Linked DNA regions of Pan troglodytes: region 1 is linked to region 2. The links are chromatin contacts, called in public Hi-C maps. All regions are on one chromosome and are shown on one strand. The core of a region is the stretch at or near the end of the contact, and the rest is flanking DNA. Distances in the headings are between cores, read along the strand shown.

Evidence for each region. A called contact is a pair of places that touch in the nucleus more often than the background predicts.
Region 1: a Hi-C map of stem cell-derived neural progenitor cells shows a contact between it and region 2, with 6 times the contacts expected there. The contact joins the promoter of GLOD4 here to the promoter of NXN in region 2. A contact is called at or near these places in 5 of 7 Hi-C or Micro-C datasets (blood, induced pluripotent stem cells, a lymphoblastoid cell line and 1 more), 1 of 1 datasets of contacts at active chromatin or transcription factors (stem cell-derived excitatory neurons) and 1 of 1 other capture datasets (stem cell-derived neural stem cells).

What each region holds. Positions count from the first base shown.
Region 1 is chr19:11,259,288-11,266,325 of NHGRI_mPanTro3-v2.0_pri, forward strand. GLOD4 (glyoxalase domain containing 4) reads right to left here and starts at 4,983. Exons shown (of 10, transcript XM_063798148.1): 1 at 3,488-4,983. MRM3 (mitochondrial rRNA methyltransferase 3) reads left to right here. Exons shown (of 4, transcript NM_001279817.1): 3 at 590-757; 4 at 4,050-5,025. The coding sequence ends at 4,585.
Region 2 is chr19:11,450,209-11,457,051 of NHGRI_mPanTro3-v2.0_pri, forward strand. It overlaps NXN (nucleoredoxin), which reads right to left and starts at 1,549. Exons shown (of 8, transcript XM_016931115.4): 1 at 1,083-1,549. The coding sequence starts at 1,442.

The sequences.
Region 1 (7,038 bases), core at 3,733-6,232, 190 kb before region 2:
ATGTAAAACACATTTACATATGGACAGGAGTGCATATATACAGGTAGATGCATAGAACAAGTTCTAAAAGGATATACTCCAAAACAGAACAGTCGAGGGGGAGGAGAGTGGTACTGGTAGAATTTTATGTTGTTTGAATTTTGCCAATCAGAATGTATTCGTGGGTTTTTTTTTCCTTTTTTTTTTTTTTTGAGAGGGAGTCTCACTGTGTCGCCCAGGCTGGAGTGCAGTGGCGTGATCTTGGCTCACCACAACCTCCACCTCCCAGATTCAAGCGATTCTCCTGCCTCAGCCTCCCAGGTAGCTGGGACTAGAGGCATGCGCCACTACGCCTGGCTAATCTTTGTATTTTTAGTAGAGACAAGGTTTTGCCACGTTGGCCAGGCTGGTCTTGGACTCCTGACCTCAGGTGATCCACCCGCCTCGGCCTCCCAAAGTGTTGGGATTACAGGCATGAGCCAGTACACCTGGCCCGTATTCCTGTATTTTTATGTAACTAAGACCATATCAAGATTGATAAGTAAATGAAAAGTCAGACTATTCCCCGTGCCCACACCAGGCAAGTAAACCATCTGTTTTGTTTCCTCAGGGATTTTTGCCAAACCTGACCATGTTAAGATGACATATCCAAAGACTCAGCTTCAGCATTCACTGCCTTTATTATTGATTTGTGACAATCTCCGTGACCCTGGGAACCTGGGGACAATTCTGAGATCTGCAGCTGGGGCAGGCTGCAGCAAAGTGTTACTCACCAAAGGTAAGAGCATCAAAGGCCAGGCATAGTGGCTCACACTCGTAATCCAGCCCTTTGGGAGGCCGAGGCAGGAGGGTCACTTGAGCCCAGGAGTTCAGGACCATCCTGGGCAACATAGTGAGACCTCATCTCTACAAAAAAAATTACAATTAGCTGGGTGTGGTGGGGTGTGCCTATACTCAGTCCCAGCAACTTGGGAGGCTGAGGTGGGAGGATTGCTTGAGCCTGGGATGTCAAAGCTCATCACATGTCAAGTGAGCTCATCACTGCACTCCAGCCTGGGCGACAGAGTGAGACTCCCTCTCAAAAAAATAATAAAACCAGGTGGATTAGTTGGTCTGGTCTTTTTTTTTTTTTTTATTAAAGAGATGGGGTCTCACTATGTTGCCCAGGCTGGTGTTGAACTGGCTCTGACTCAAGCAGTCCTCCTGCCTCAGTCTCCCAAAGTGCTGGAATTATAGGCATGAACAACTATGCCCAGCCAAGTCAATCACTGTTAGGTGAGCTATGGCTCTGGGCAGGCAGACATGCATTGGATCTTGGGTCTGCCTTCACTAGCTGTGGTCCCTGAGCAGTAGCTGGAATGACAGGCATGAATAACCACGCCCAGCCAAGTCGACCACTGTTAGGTGAGCTAGGGCTCTGGGCAGGCAGACACGGCTTTGGATCTTGGTCTGCCTTCACTAGCTGTGGTCCCTGAGCAGTAGTCCCTGAAGTGTCAGCTTCCTCGTTGGTGAACTGGGAGGAATAACAGAATCTCCCTGGTCACCGTGAGGATTAAGTGAGATGATGCACAGAAGTTACTTCACACCTTACCTGCCTCACGAGTAATTCAGTCAATGTTGATTCTCTTTTTTAAAAATTATGTTTATTGTAGAGATGGGGTCTTGCTGTGTTGCCCAGGCTGATCTGGAACTCCTAAGCTCAAGGGATCCTCCTGCCTCTGCCTGGCAAAATGCTGAGATTATAGGCGTTAGCCGCCATAGCCAGCCATGTTTATTATCTTTTAAAATTATCATGAAACCTGCTAGGCTGTTAGAGAACTTCACATCGATTATGGAAATGAAATAGATGCCAATTTTAACACTTGGTTTCTGGTTCTTTATATAATGATCTTGAGTTCCCAAATTGCTGAGTATATGAGCCATTCCTGAGTCTTGACTTCTGAATCCTATGAAAGGAATGACGTCAGCAGCTCTGAATCCTAATGTCATTGTGATCCGTTTCCCTTAGATTCCCTTAGCCTCAGCGTGGGTCACATGCCCCGCACACAAATTCGCCTCATTACATTTCTGTCTCTTGTCATCAGAAATAGGGATTAATAGGCTTGGCTCTAAACAGACTTTCCTCACAGTTGGAGCACGCCTAAAATGTCTCTTACACCTTGGGAGGTGGAGGGGACAGAGAGTACCATTCATCAGAAACACCCCAGCCACCATTAAAAGTAAACTAATAGTGGCACCCATTGTTGAGACTTGCCTAAATTGCTGCTCGCAACTCTTTCTCAGTCACGCCTTGCTAGAATACGTTTCTGTGCCAGTGTGAGAGCTACGTGCTGGGGTTCTGTGATCAGTACCCGCTTACTCGCCCCATTATTTAGTGCTCTGATAGCTGTTGTGGGATTTGGAAATAAATCTAAATAATCCAAGCAGTGTGGTTTTCACATTGATACTGATGGCTGGGGTGTAAGAAATAGGGAAAGAAGGTAGGAAATACTTGGTGTGGTGCCCAGTATCCAGGACATGAGGATGACGGGAGGAGTCTCGCCTTTCCCCTTTCCCTTCTCCCCTCCAGGCAGAGGGGTCAGCCTCGGCCGCTCCTCTCACACATCTGGGCCTATCTCTGGTTTCCTGCAGGGAGAGGGAAAGCCCGTGGTTGGGGGTGCAGGCGCTGTTACATCCTCTGTGTCTTATTCTCCGTTTAAAATCTGGTTTGCCTGGTTCGTCTATCCCGAGGTTTGACAAATGAACTTTTAAAATAACTCGTCAGGAGAAGACTTGCGCTAACAAGCTGTGCGGGGGAGGGTGGGAGGCCATGCAGTCACTGTGAGGCCCCACCCTCGGCCGCTCTCCCAGCCTGCCCGTGGTGAGCAGCAGCCCCTGGGAAAGGCCAGGCGTCGCAGGCTGCTGCCGGGGTTGCCTCTTGCCTCATTTCCTCATCTCTAGAGTGTTCCCTGCTCCAGTGCAGACTGAACGTTGAAGCCCAATGGGTCTTGATGAAACTATAGATCTGATTCTGTCACTGCTTTGCTTAAGATCACTCAATGGCATGATACTGTCTTCTGATAAAATGCCAAACTCCTCAGCTTCCCATAGGAGGCCTCCTCCGTGTTGGCCTGCCCACCTCCCACCTCCTGTGCCACTACACCCCAGCGCTGATTGACCGGATCACTGCCTGTGCCACCACACCCCCACCCACTGATTGGCCGGCTTACCTCCTGTGCCACCACACCCCCGCCCGCTGATTGGCAGGCTCACCTTCTGTGCCACCAAACCCCCACGCGCTGATTGGCCGGCTCACCTCCTGTGCCACCACACCCCCGTCCGCTGATTGGCCGGCTCACCTCCTGTGCCGCCACAGCACCACCGCTGATTGGCCGGCTCACCACCTGTGCCGCCACAGCACCACCAGTGATTGGCCGGCTCACCTGTGCCACCACACCCCCCCCCCCACCCGCTGATTGGCCACGTCAACTGTGCCACCACACCCCCACCGGCTGATTGGCTGGCTCACCTCCTGTGCCGCCACAGCGCCACCGCTGATTGGCCGGCTCACCATGCTTGCAGTCCTTAGGCTGCGCCACTCTCCGGCTTCCTCTCCTAGCTCTGTCCTCTGCCTGGGCCTTTATCTCAGTGTCATGGTCTTTTAGATGGTTTTCCTCATCGCCCTGCTTTGTCTGTGGGTTTCCTATGACTGTGTGGGTGCTTCTTTTACATCAGTTACTGATACTGTAGCCATCTGTTTAATACCACCCCAGCGCCACTGCCCACTACACTGTGCGTTCCTTGGGGTTGGGGACTTTCATTATCTTTGCATCTTCTGCGCAGTGTCTGGCACGTGTGAATGGGAGATGTTGAAGGGATGCATAAAACATCTTCAGCACTAGCAGGAGTGACGCCTATAGTCGCTTTGCTGGATGCTGTCAGAGAGAGGCAGAAGGTCCCAGCCCTCAAGAAAGCTATCATAGAAGAACTGGTTTATCTCCTGATCCAAAATTGATCAGACTTACTCCACAGTCCCCTGGTCTGGGAAGATTTGTAACATCTTGATTGTTTCCTGTCTTTTTATTTTCCAGGCTGTGTGGATGCCTGGGAGCCCAAAGTGCTCCGGGCGGGTATGGGCGCACATTTCCGGATGCCCATTATCAATAATCTGGAATGGGAAACCGTGCCCAATTACCTGCCCCCTGACACTCGGGTCTATGTGGCTGACAACTGTGGCCTTTATGCCCAGGCTGAGATGTCTAATAAAGCTAGTGACCATGGCTGGGTGTGTGATCAACGAGTGATGAAGTTTCACAAGTATGAGGAAGAGGAAGATGTAGAAACCGGAGCCAGTCAAGATTGGCTGCCTCATGTTGAGGTTCAGAGTTACGACTCGGACTGGACAGAGGCGCCGGCAGCTGTGGTGATTGGCGGGGAGACCTACGGCGTGAGCCTGGAGTCCCTGCAGCTGGCCGAGAGCACTGGTGGCAAGAGGCTGCTGATCCCCGTTGTGCCTGGTGTGGACAGCCTCAACTCGGCCATGGCGGCAAGCATCCTGCTTCTCGAAGGGAAAAGACAGCTGCGGGGGAGGGCGGAGGACTTGAGCAGGGACAGGAGTTACCACTGAGGACGCAGAAGTGACTTCTGCTTGAGGACGTCTGCAGCTCCTCCTACACCAGCACACTCGTGGGAGGCTGGCAGAGTCAGTGACTATGGCCCCCATGTTCAGGAGGAAGGTGTGATGCCGTCATACAGTTACAGGAAAAATAAGAACTTCCTCAGAAAGAACAGGTCCGAATTCTTCCTGTCGCGTCACTGATTTTGAGGTTCTTTTTTCTCTTGGTGACAATAGGTGACCCACGTGGCTCTGTGTGTTTTTAAAAATTGTCCACCAAGAAGCACTTTGTGCCCAGAAAGTTCCTGAAGCATCATCCTGGCAGGGAGGCGCCTGCTCCACCAGCTGGTGGGTGTTTGTAATCACCAAGCACCAGCTGTAGGTCACAGCCACATCACTCACAGCTGATCACTGGTTGGTGGAAAATAAACTATGAGCAGCAGATTACGTTAGTAAGTTGTTTTGTGTGGTTGGTGTGTCACAGTACCTGTCAGTCACGTTTGGCCTGGTAACGAGGACGTGGCTAAGGGAACACCAGGAAGCTGAGGGCTACGCTCATGGCATCCAGCAGCTCTGCTCTGGGCTCAGATGGTCTTTGAGATTGTTCAGGGCTTCACTGAGCCACTGTTTATGTATCCATAGAAACGGCTTAATTCAACAGGCCATGTCAGACCTTCTTGGCACCTCTGCAGATACCTTTTTGAGGACTTTGCAGAGACGGAAGTCTATGCAGAAAACTGAATTTCAAAATCGGCAGCCTCACCCTGCATGTGTCAGGAAAGTGTCACTGTTTCCTGGTTCCCTGTGTTAGTCCTACTTACGTCTCATCCCCCAATGTTTAGAGGCCAAGGTTCTGAGAATGAACGCCCACAATACAGCGGCAGGACCCTTCTGTTCTCTCAGCCCCTCCAGGGCCGAGGGCAAGCTGGATCTTTACCTACTAGCGGCCAAACCAGGATGCAGCCAGGGGGTCAGGGCAAGTGCTGATGGTCATCAATGTATCTATAAGGAACTGTGGGGATGGGGTGCGTGGGTGGAATATGGGACTCTCTTAAGCACTGCTGGCCAGGCGCGGTGGCTCACGCCTGTAATCCCAGCACCTCGGGAGGCCGGGCGCGGTGGCTCACGCCTGTAATCCCAGCACTTTGGGAGGCCAAGGCAGCGGATCACAAGGTCAGGAGATCGAGACCATCCTGGCTAACACGGTGAAACCGTCTTCACTAAAAAAATACACAAAATTAGCCAGGCGTGGTGGCAGGTGCTACTCGGGAGGCTGAGGCAGGAGAATGGTGTGAACCCGGGAGGCGGAGCTTGCAGTGAGCCGAGATTGCACCACTGCACGCCAGCCTGGGCGACAGAGCGAGACTCCGTCTCAAAAAAAAAAAAAAGCACTGCTTTTGCAGCCACACAGAGTTGGAGTTGAAGACAACACAGGAAGCGTTTCCCCACACCCTTCTGCCCAGCGGCTCCCGTAATGGTTTGGACACTGCTCACTCCAGGGAGGTCAAGTGTGTTGCTGGTGTGCCCAGGAGAAACCTTCTTTCTCTTCTACTCCCCCAACTTCCTAGTCAAACTCCCTCTTCCTAGTAAAACCAAATGACCAAGCATGATTCACGTGCCAAGGGGCAGGTTGGGATTGCTCTCCCCTGGGGGAGGGGTGTTTGCAGGGACAGTGTCCTCCCAGGCTGACATCTGAATATTTGAACATCTGCTCTGGAGCTCCACTGTGCTCTGGGCCTGCCCAGAGCTCCACATGAATGGGCGATGCAAGTGTCCCCCCAACACTGCTCCCAAAGGCTGGTGCAGAGAGGACAGGCGGAAAGGCGGCCTGGAGAATGCAAATCCATCCCACTCCAGTCTCCCCAGACACCTCAGGACAGTGCTCAAGAAGCAGGAGTCATGAAAAGGAAGCTCACATCTTTCCAGCCTAAAACCAATCTCCTGGGATTTGTTCCCCGGGTTATACTCCCACTGACTCGTTACAAAATAACAGTGAAAGAATAAACCATGTATTACCTTGTCCTTGTTTAGAAAAAGCAATGTAAACACTGGAAAGTAATTTTTTTTTTTTTTTTTTTTTTTGAGACGGAATCTCCCTCTGTCGCCCAGGCTGGAGTGCAGTGGTGCGATCTCGGCTCACTGCAAGCTCCGCCTCCCAGGTTCACGCCATTCTCCTGCCTCAGCCTCCCGAGTAGCTGAGACTACAGGCGCCCACCACCACGCCCGGCTAATTTTTTGTATTTTTAGTAGAGACGGGGTTTCACCATGTTAGCCAGGATGGTCTTGATCTCCTGACCTCGTGATCCACCCGCCTCGGCCTCCCAAAGTGCTGGGATTACAGGCGTGAGCCACCGCGCCCGGCCAACACTGACAAGTAATTCTAAGCCCATTTTATCCTGGGTGTGAGAGGGAAAAAAAATTTACATCCCTTTGCTTTAGAGTCTTCAGTTCACTGAAGACTCACT
Region 2 (6,843 bases), core at 299-2,798:
TAGACACTCACGAAGCAACAGCGCTCCAAAACTTTTTCTGACTCCATTCATTACAAAATGTCCTGGATGTGCTTTATTATCACAGAGACAGACATCCTCACCCAAGGGACACACTCAGAAACCCAAACTCAACTCGGCAGCAAACTGGGAGACACGAGAAGTTGACAGCAAAGTATCCATTTCCCCAAATCCTCCTTCTTCCAGTCAATGTGCATCGATGGGGTCAACTCAGCCCTTAACTCGAAGACCCCGGGACCACAGGGGCCACCACGCAGCTGAGCTCTGCACAGCCCGGGCTGTTCCCGCGCCCGGGAGGCGTCTGGGGAGGAGACTGGACGGCCAGACAATGCAAAGCTCCCCGGTGGCCGCGAACTCAGCCTGGGGCGGGGGGGGCGGGGGAGGCGGGGGCGGGAGACGGAGCCGTGAGCGCCCTTCTCGGCCACAGCCACGGCCACGGTCACCGGCCGCCTCTCCTGACCTCGGCCTCGGCCCCCAGGTCCCCGGTCCCCGGGGAAGGGGCTCCGGGAAGGCAGGTTTCTCCCGGAAAGAAAGGAAACGCGCTGGTTTGGGCACCACGGGCGGGGGGCGCGCACCCTCCCCTCCCCTCCCCTCCCCACTGTGGGAATCCGCGGGGGTCGGCGGCGGAGGCAGGAAGGGCCTGGCGCCTCTGCTCGCGGGTGAAGGGGTCGCGGAACCGGGATCCCCGAGCGCAGCCGCCCCCACCCGAGGCTCCCAGCGTGTGCGGACGGAGGGGCTCCAGCCGGGGTCCCGGGGGCCGAGGGGGGTCCAACTTTCCAGGGCGGGCGCAGCGCAGCACTCGAACCAAAGAGGGGTCCTGGGATGAGGGTGCGGGCACAGCGCGGAGAGGGAGGGGAGGGGGGGCAGAGGCGGGGACGGCGGGGTGGGGGGCGGGGAGAGGACAGTGGGTCGGGGGGCGGGGGACTGGGGGCTGGGGTCAGGGGGTGGGGGGCGGGCAGGGGGACAACGGGGTTGGCGGAGGGCAGGGGTAACGGGGGTGGGGGACGGGCAGGGGTAACGGGGGTGGGGGGCGGGCAGGGGCCGGCGAGGCCCGCGCCGCTCACCTTCCTGTGCTTCTCCTTGTAGGGCAGCGCCAGCCACGGCATGTCCCGCACGAAGTCCTGCCACTGCCGCTGGTCCTGGTCCGAGGACACGAAGACGATCTCCAGGCGCCGCCGCGGCTCGGGCTCCGCCGCCGCCCCGGCCCCCGCTCCCGGCCCCGGCCCGGCCGCCGCGTCCCCCCGCAGGCGCCCGTAGAAGGCGGCCAGGCTGGCGCTGAGCTGCGCGCAGGGGGCGCTGAGGCTGCAGCCGAAGTAGAGACCCAGCAGCGAGATGCCGCGGGCGCCCAGCGAGTGCACGTCCACCTCCTCGCCGCCGCCCGTCACCAGCTTCTCGCCGAGCAGCTCCTCCAGGAAGCCCGACATCCTGGCCCACCGCACGGCGGGCAGGCGGCTGCGACCCCGCTCCACGGTCCGCGCGGCGGGAGGAGGCGGCGGCGGCGGCGGCAGGCGCTGAGGAGAGCGGAGCCCGGCCCAGTAAGGCCGCCCACGCCACGCCCCCTCCGCCTGCCCGCGCCACGCCCCCTCCGCGGTCCGCGCCACGCCCCTCCGCCCGCCCTCGCCACGCCCCGTTTGCGGCCGGCCATGGCCAGAGCTCTCCGCCCAGGCGGGGTCCGCAGCTGCCGGTCGCGGTGCGCGGGGTGACTGCTTGGGCGAGAAGCCGGACCCGAAACGCCGCACTCTCCCTGGAAAGCCCGCGGCCGAAGTGAAGAAAGGAGAAGGGCCCGCTGAGCCGGCGCTTTCCCGGGCTGCAGCCCGGCCCGCATTTTCTCTCCTCCTCAGTTCTAAATTCCCTCCAGACCTCCAGGGATCCCGCCCCCTCCCCGCGGAGCTCTTCACCCTCTTCCTGTTCCTCCTCCCCGGCCTTTCCCTCCTCTCCCTGCACGAAGCCTGACCCTCAGGCCGCTCCGGGACCCACTGACCCTGAGATGCTTATAGGACTCGCCGTCCTCACTGCATCAGGCCGGGCCTGGCTGGACACTGACTCCTCTGTGTGTTCCAAGCTGTTCTAAGGGGGCCCAGGACGCCCTCGCAGCTTCTGGTGGGGTCTGGTTAGGGTGCCAGGTCTCAGTGTGGGATTTCCGTCCAGGGGTCGCCGGGGCCTCTGCCCCCAGCGAATCTGTCTTCCAGCCTCACAAATGGATGCAAAGGACGCCGCGGGGCCTCCAGACCAATGCTGGCCGCGCTCCTGAATCCGCTCCATCCTCATGTCAAGTCTATGGATAGTTGAGAACATTTCTAGAGATTTTTTTTTTTTCCTACCAGCTGGCAGGATGCTCCCCAATGCTTAGGGAGAAGCTGAATTAAACAGGTGGTCTGGGCCGGGCGCGGTGGCTCACGCCTGAATTCCCAGCACTTTGGGAGGCCGAGGTGGGTGGATCACAAGGTCAGGAGTTCGAGACCAGCCTGGCCAATATGGTGACACCCCCCCCGCCTCTACTAAAAATACAAAAATTAGCCGGGTGTAGTGGCAGGCACCTGTAACCCGAGCAACTCAGGAGGCTGAGGTAGGAGAATGGCGTGAAGCCGGGAGACGGAGGCTGCAGTGAGCCGAGATCGCTCCATTGCACTCCAGCCTGGGCAACAGAGCGAGACTCCGTCTCAAAAAAACAAAAAAAACAGGTGGTCCGTGGCGAGTACTCTGGCCACGCAGCGCCTCCCCCCAACCCAACCCACTGGTGCACGAAGCAGGTGCAGATCCGGGCCCAGCCACAGTAACAGGCCGCCGGTGTGGATCAGCTACTGACGACTCAGCGAAAGCAAAAAAATAAAAGCTGAAAACCCGCCCCTCTGAGAGCTTCCACCGCCGCTTCGGAGGGTATTTCCTGTGCATCCATCGCCACCTAATGGAAAGAGTGAAAAATGAGGCCGACCAGACTCCATTTGTGAAAAGACACTGCCGGGACACCAGGCACAATGCTTTTATTTTACAGCAGCTTTCCACATACACAAATGATAGGACGCTTTGCGGGAGCTAATTTAAACCTCAGAATAGAACTTCAAGCTTTTGGCACAAAACGTAAGTGTTCACATCGAAGGTTCTCCGTTTTTCTAGGGTAGAATAAGGAATGGTGCAGGGTTCCAGCTTGGTGAAATGTTACCATATAAAACAATTGGGAGAGGTGGAGATGGGAGCGGAAAGTGGACTGGCGTCTCTACAAGTTATATCCACTTCCTTAGTCACCTGCTGGTATTGCTAATGACACAGGTAAGATCTTTGATGGAGGACCACGTTCGAACACGCTAGAATCCTACTGCGAAGTCGAATTCCACCTTAATTCTTAGGAGACTTTCATGCTGAAAGTCTTTGCCACTGTAGGGACAATATTATAAAACACACACAGAAAGCATCACTTTTTAGTGAAAACTTTATTTATTTATTTATTTATTTTGAGACAGTGTGGGCGGCAAGCCACCCAGGCGCTGAGGCAAGAGACCAAGGACACGAGCCGTTCCAGTATAATAAAATATAAAATAAGAATAGTTATACCAGATATAGATCTTAGATATGCTTATATATGAACATCATTCATCATTAGTTTGTAGCAATTACTCTTTATTCCAATATCATAATAATCCTCGCTCTATAATCATAATCTAGGGAAAACCAGGCCATACAGAGATAGGAGCTGAGGGGACATAGTGAGGAGTGACCAGAAGACAAGAGTGTGAGCCTTCTGTTATGCCCAGACAGGGCTACCAGAGGGCTTCTTGGTCTAGCGGTAACACCAGCGTCTGGGAAGACACCCGTGGCCAGGCAGACTGTGGTCTAGCGGTAGCGTAAGTGTCAAGGAAAAACACCTGCTACTTAGCAGACCAGGAAAGGGAGTCTCCCTTTCCCCGGGGGAGTTTAGAGAAGACTCTACTCCTCCACCTCTTGTGGAGGGCCTGACTGCAGGCTCGCCCACAATTATCCGGAGGCCTAACCGTCTCCCTGTGATGCTGTGCTTCAGTGGTCATGCTCCTAGTCTGCCTTCGTGTTCCATTCTGTACACCTGGCTCTGCCTTCTAGATAGCAGTAGCAAATTAGTGAAAGCACTAAAAGTCTCTAATAATGGTGGAAGCTGTTTCTCTCTTTGTCTCCTCTCTCTCTCTGCCTCGGCTGCCAGGCAGGGAAGGGCCCCTGTCCAGTGGACACGTGACCCACGTGGCCTTACCTATCATTGGAGATGGCTCACTCTCCTTATCCTGCCCCTTTGTCTTGTGTCCAATAAATATCAGTGCAGCCTGGCATTTGGGACCACTACCGGTCTCCGCGACTTGGTGGTAGTGGTCCCCCCGGCCCAGCTGCCTTTTATCTCTTTGTCTTGTGTCTTTATTTCTACACTCTCTCATCTCCGCACACGGGGAGAGACCCACCGACCCTGTGGGGCTGGTCCCTACAGACAGAGTCTCACTCTGTTGCCCAGGCTGGAGTGCAGTGGTGCGATCTCAGCTCCTGCAACCTCTGCCTACCAGATTCAAGTGATTCTCCTGCCTCAGCCTCGCGAGTAGCTGGGATTACAGGCATGCACCACCTCCCAAATAGCTGGGATTACTGGCATGCACTGACTAATTTTTTTGTTTTGTTTTGTTTGTTTGTTTTTTGCAACAGAGTCTTGCTCTGTTGCCCAGGCTGGAGTGCAGTGGCATGATCTCGGCTCACTGCAAGCTCCGCCCCTCCAGGTTTAAGCAATTCTCTGCCTCAGCCTCCGGAGTAGCTGGGATTACAGGCGCCCGCCACCAAGCCTGGCCAATTTTTTGTATCTTTAATAGAGACGGGGTTTTCACCATACTGGCCAGGCTGGTCTCAAACTCCTGGCCTCAAGTGATCCACCCGCCTCAGCCTCCCAAAGTTCTGGGATTACAGGCATGAGCCACCGCCCGGCCTTGGTGAAAACATTTAAAGCTACTCATATGATATATATTAAATTACTAGGCCGGGTGAGGTGGCTTACACCTGTAATCCCAATACTTTGGGAGGCTGAGGCGGGCAGATCATGAGGTCAGGAGATTGAGACCATCCTGGCTAACACAGTGAAACCCCGTCTCTACTAAAAATACAAAAAATTAGCCGGGCGAGGTGGCGGGCACCTGTAGTCCCAGCTACTCGGGAGGCTGAGGCAGAATGGCATGAACCCAGGAGGCGGAGTTTGCAGTGAGCCGAGATCGCACCACTGCACTCCAGCCTGGGTGACAGGGAGAGACTCCATCTCAAAAAAAAAAAAAAAAAAAAAAAAAGTATATATATATATACATACACATACATAGTTACTAGACGTCTTTTGAAATCCTGTAAATGGGTTACAATGTTTTATCATCTCATCCAAATCCTATCTGAAAGGCCCATGCACTGGGTACATGGGTTAGGCACTACTGAAAGAGTGTTAGAGTCCTACACTCCGACATTTTCAAAATTATGAAAACTACAGAAATGTAAAAGGGCCATCAGCATTTACCTGCTACGGCAGCCAAAGGGCAAGAGGCATTTGGTGTGGAGGCCGGTGAAGAGGGAATTTGAGGGGCTGCAAATATTGTAAATATTTGAGTATTAACTTTGGTATACTTGGTGCAAGTCTGATATAAAGAGGAGGTTTCTTCCATGTGTGACTTGTCTTATTTTACAGGAAAGCACTTTCCACTGGAGTGTGTCCAAACCAGCATCTGGCACCTGGGGAAGGGAGAGTTCGAACACACTGCACATGAAATATAAATAAAATTTAGAGAATTGTGGATGCGGCAGGCTTTGGTTAGAGGCCAAATATCACAGCTGCCTTTTAAAGGGGTGCGGAAAGGGGGGATTTGCAATGGAAATGATCCCAGAATCATAATTGTAGTGGGTGTTATAAGAAGCCCAAGGAGTCATTTGGCATCCTGTGAAGAATTAGCCAGGGTGCTCTGGGCTACAGAAATCTCTCTCTCTGTGTATGTGGTTCTCTAAAGGAGAATGTCCCCACTGGTGTTCAGCTAGCGATGTTACATGAATCGACCTGGCTATTCTGAAAAGTATTATTGTTTTACAATATGTAGGAATGAGCCTCAACACGTATCGCATTCTGGAGAACATATTAGAGTTTTCTCTTCAGAAATTGCATTTGAAGGCACACGAAGTCATACGAAATACACACAGCACAAATATATATTTGTCACTTTTAAGATTCATAAATCACAGTCCTTGGACTTTAGAAAGAGTAGCACACATGATGTGGGCCGGGCGCGGTGGTTCACGCCTGGAATCCCAGCACTGTGGGAGGCCGAGGCGGGCGGATCACCTGAGGTCACGAGTTCAAGACTAGCCTGAGCAACATGGCAAAATCCCATCTCTACTAAAAATTAAAAAATTAGCTGGGTGTGGTGGCGCACACCCATGGTCCCAGCTACTCAGGAGGCTGAGGTCGGAGGATCACCTGAGCCTGGGAGGTCGAGGCTTTCAGTGAACCGTGATTGTGCCACTGCACTCCAGCTTGGGTGACAGAGTAAGACCCTGTCTCAAAAAAAAAAAAAAAAAAAAAGTAGCTGGTGTGGTGGCGTATGCCTGTAGTCCTAGCTACTCAGAAGGCTGAGGTGGGAGGATCGATTGAGCCCAGGAGGTCGAGGCTGCAGTAAGCCATGACTGTGCCACTGCACTCCAGCCTGGGTGACAGAGCAAGCAAGACTTTTTCTTAAAAAAAAAAAAAAAAAAAAAAAGCATTCGTGACTCATGGGAGAAGATCAAAATATCAACATTAACAGGAGTTTGGAAGAAGTTGATTCCAACCATCACACGTGTCTTCCGTGAAGGAAGAAA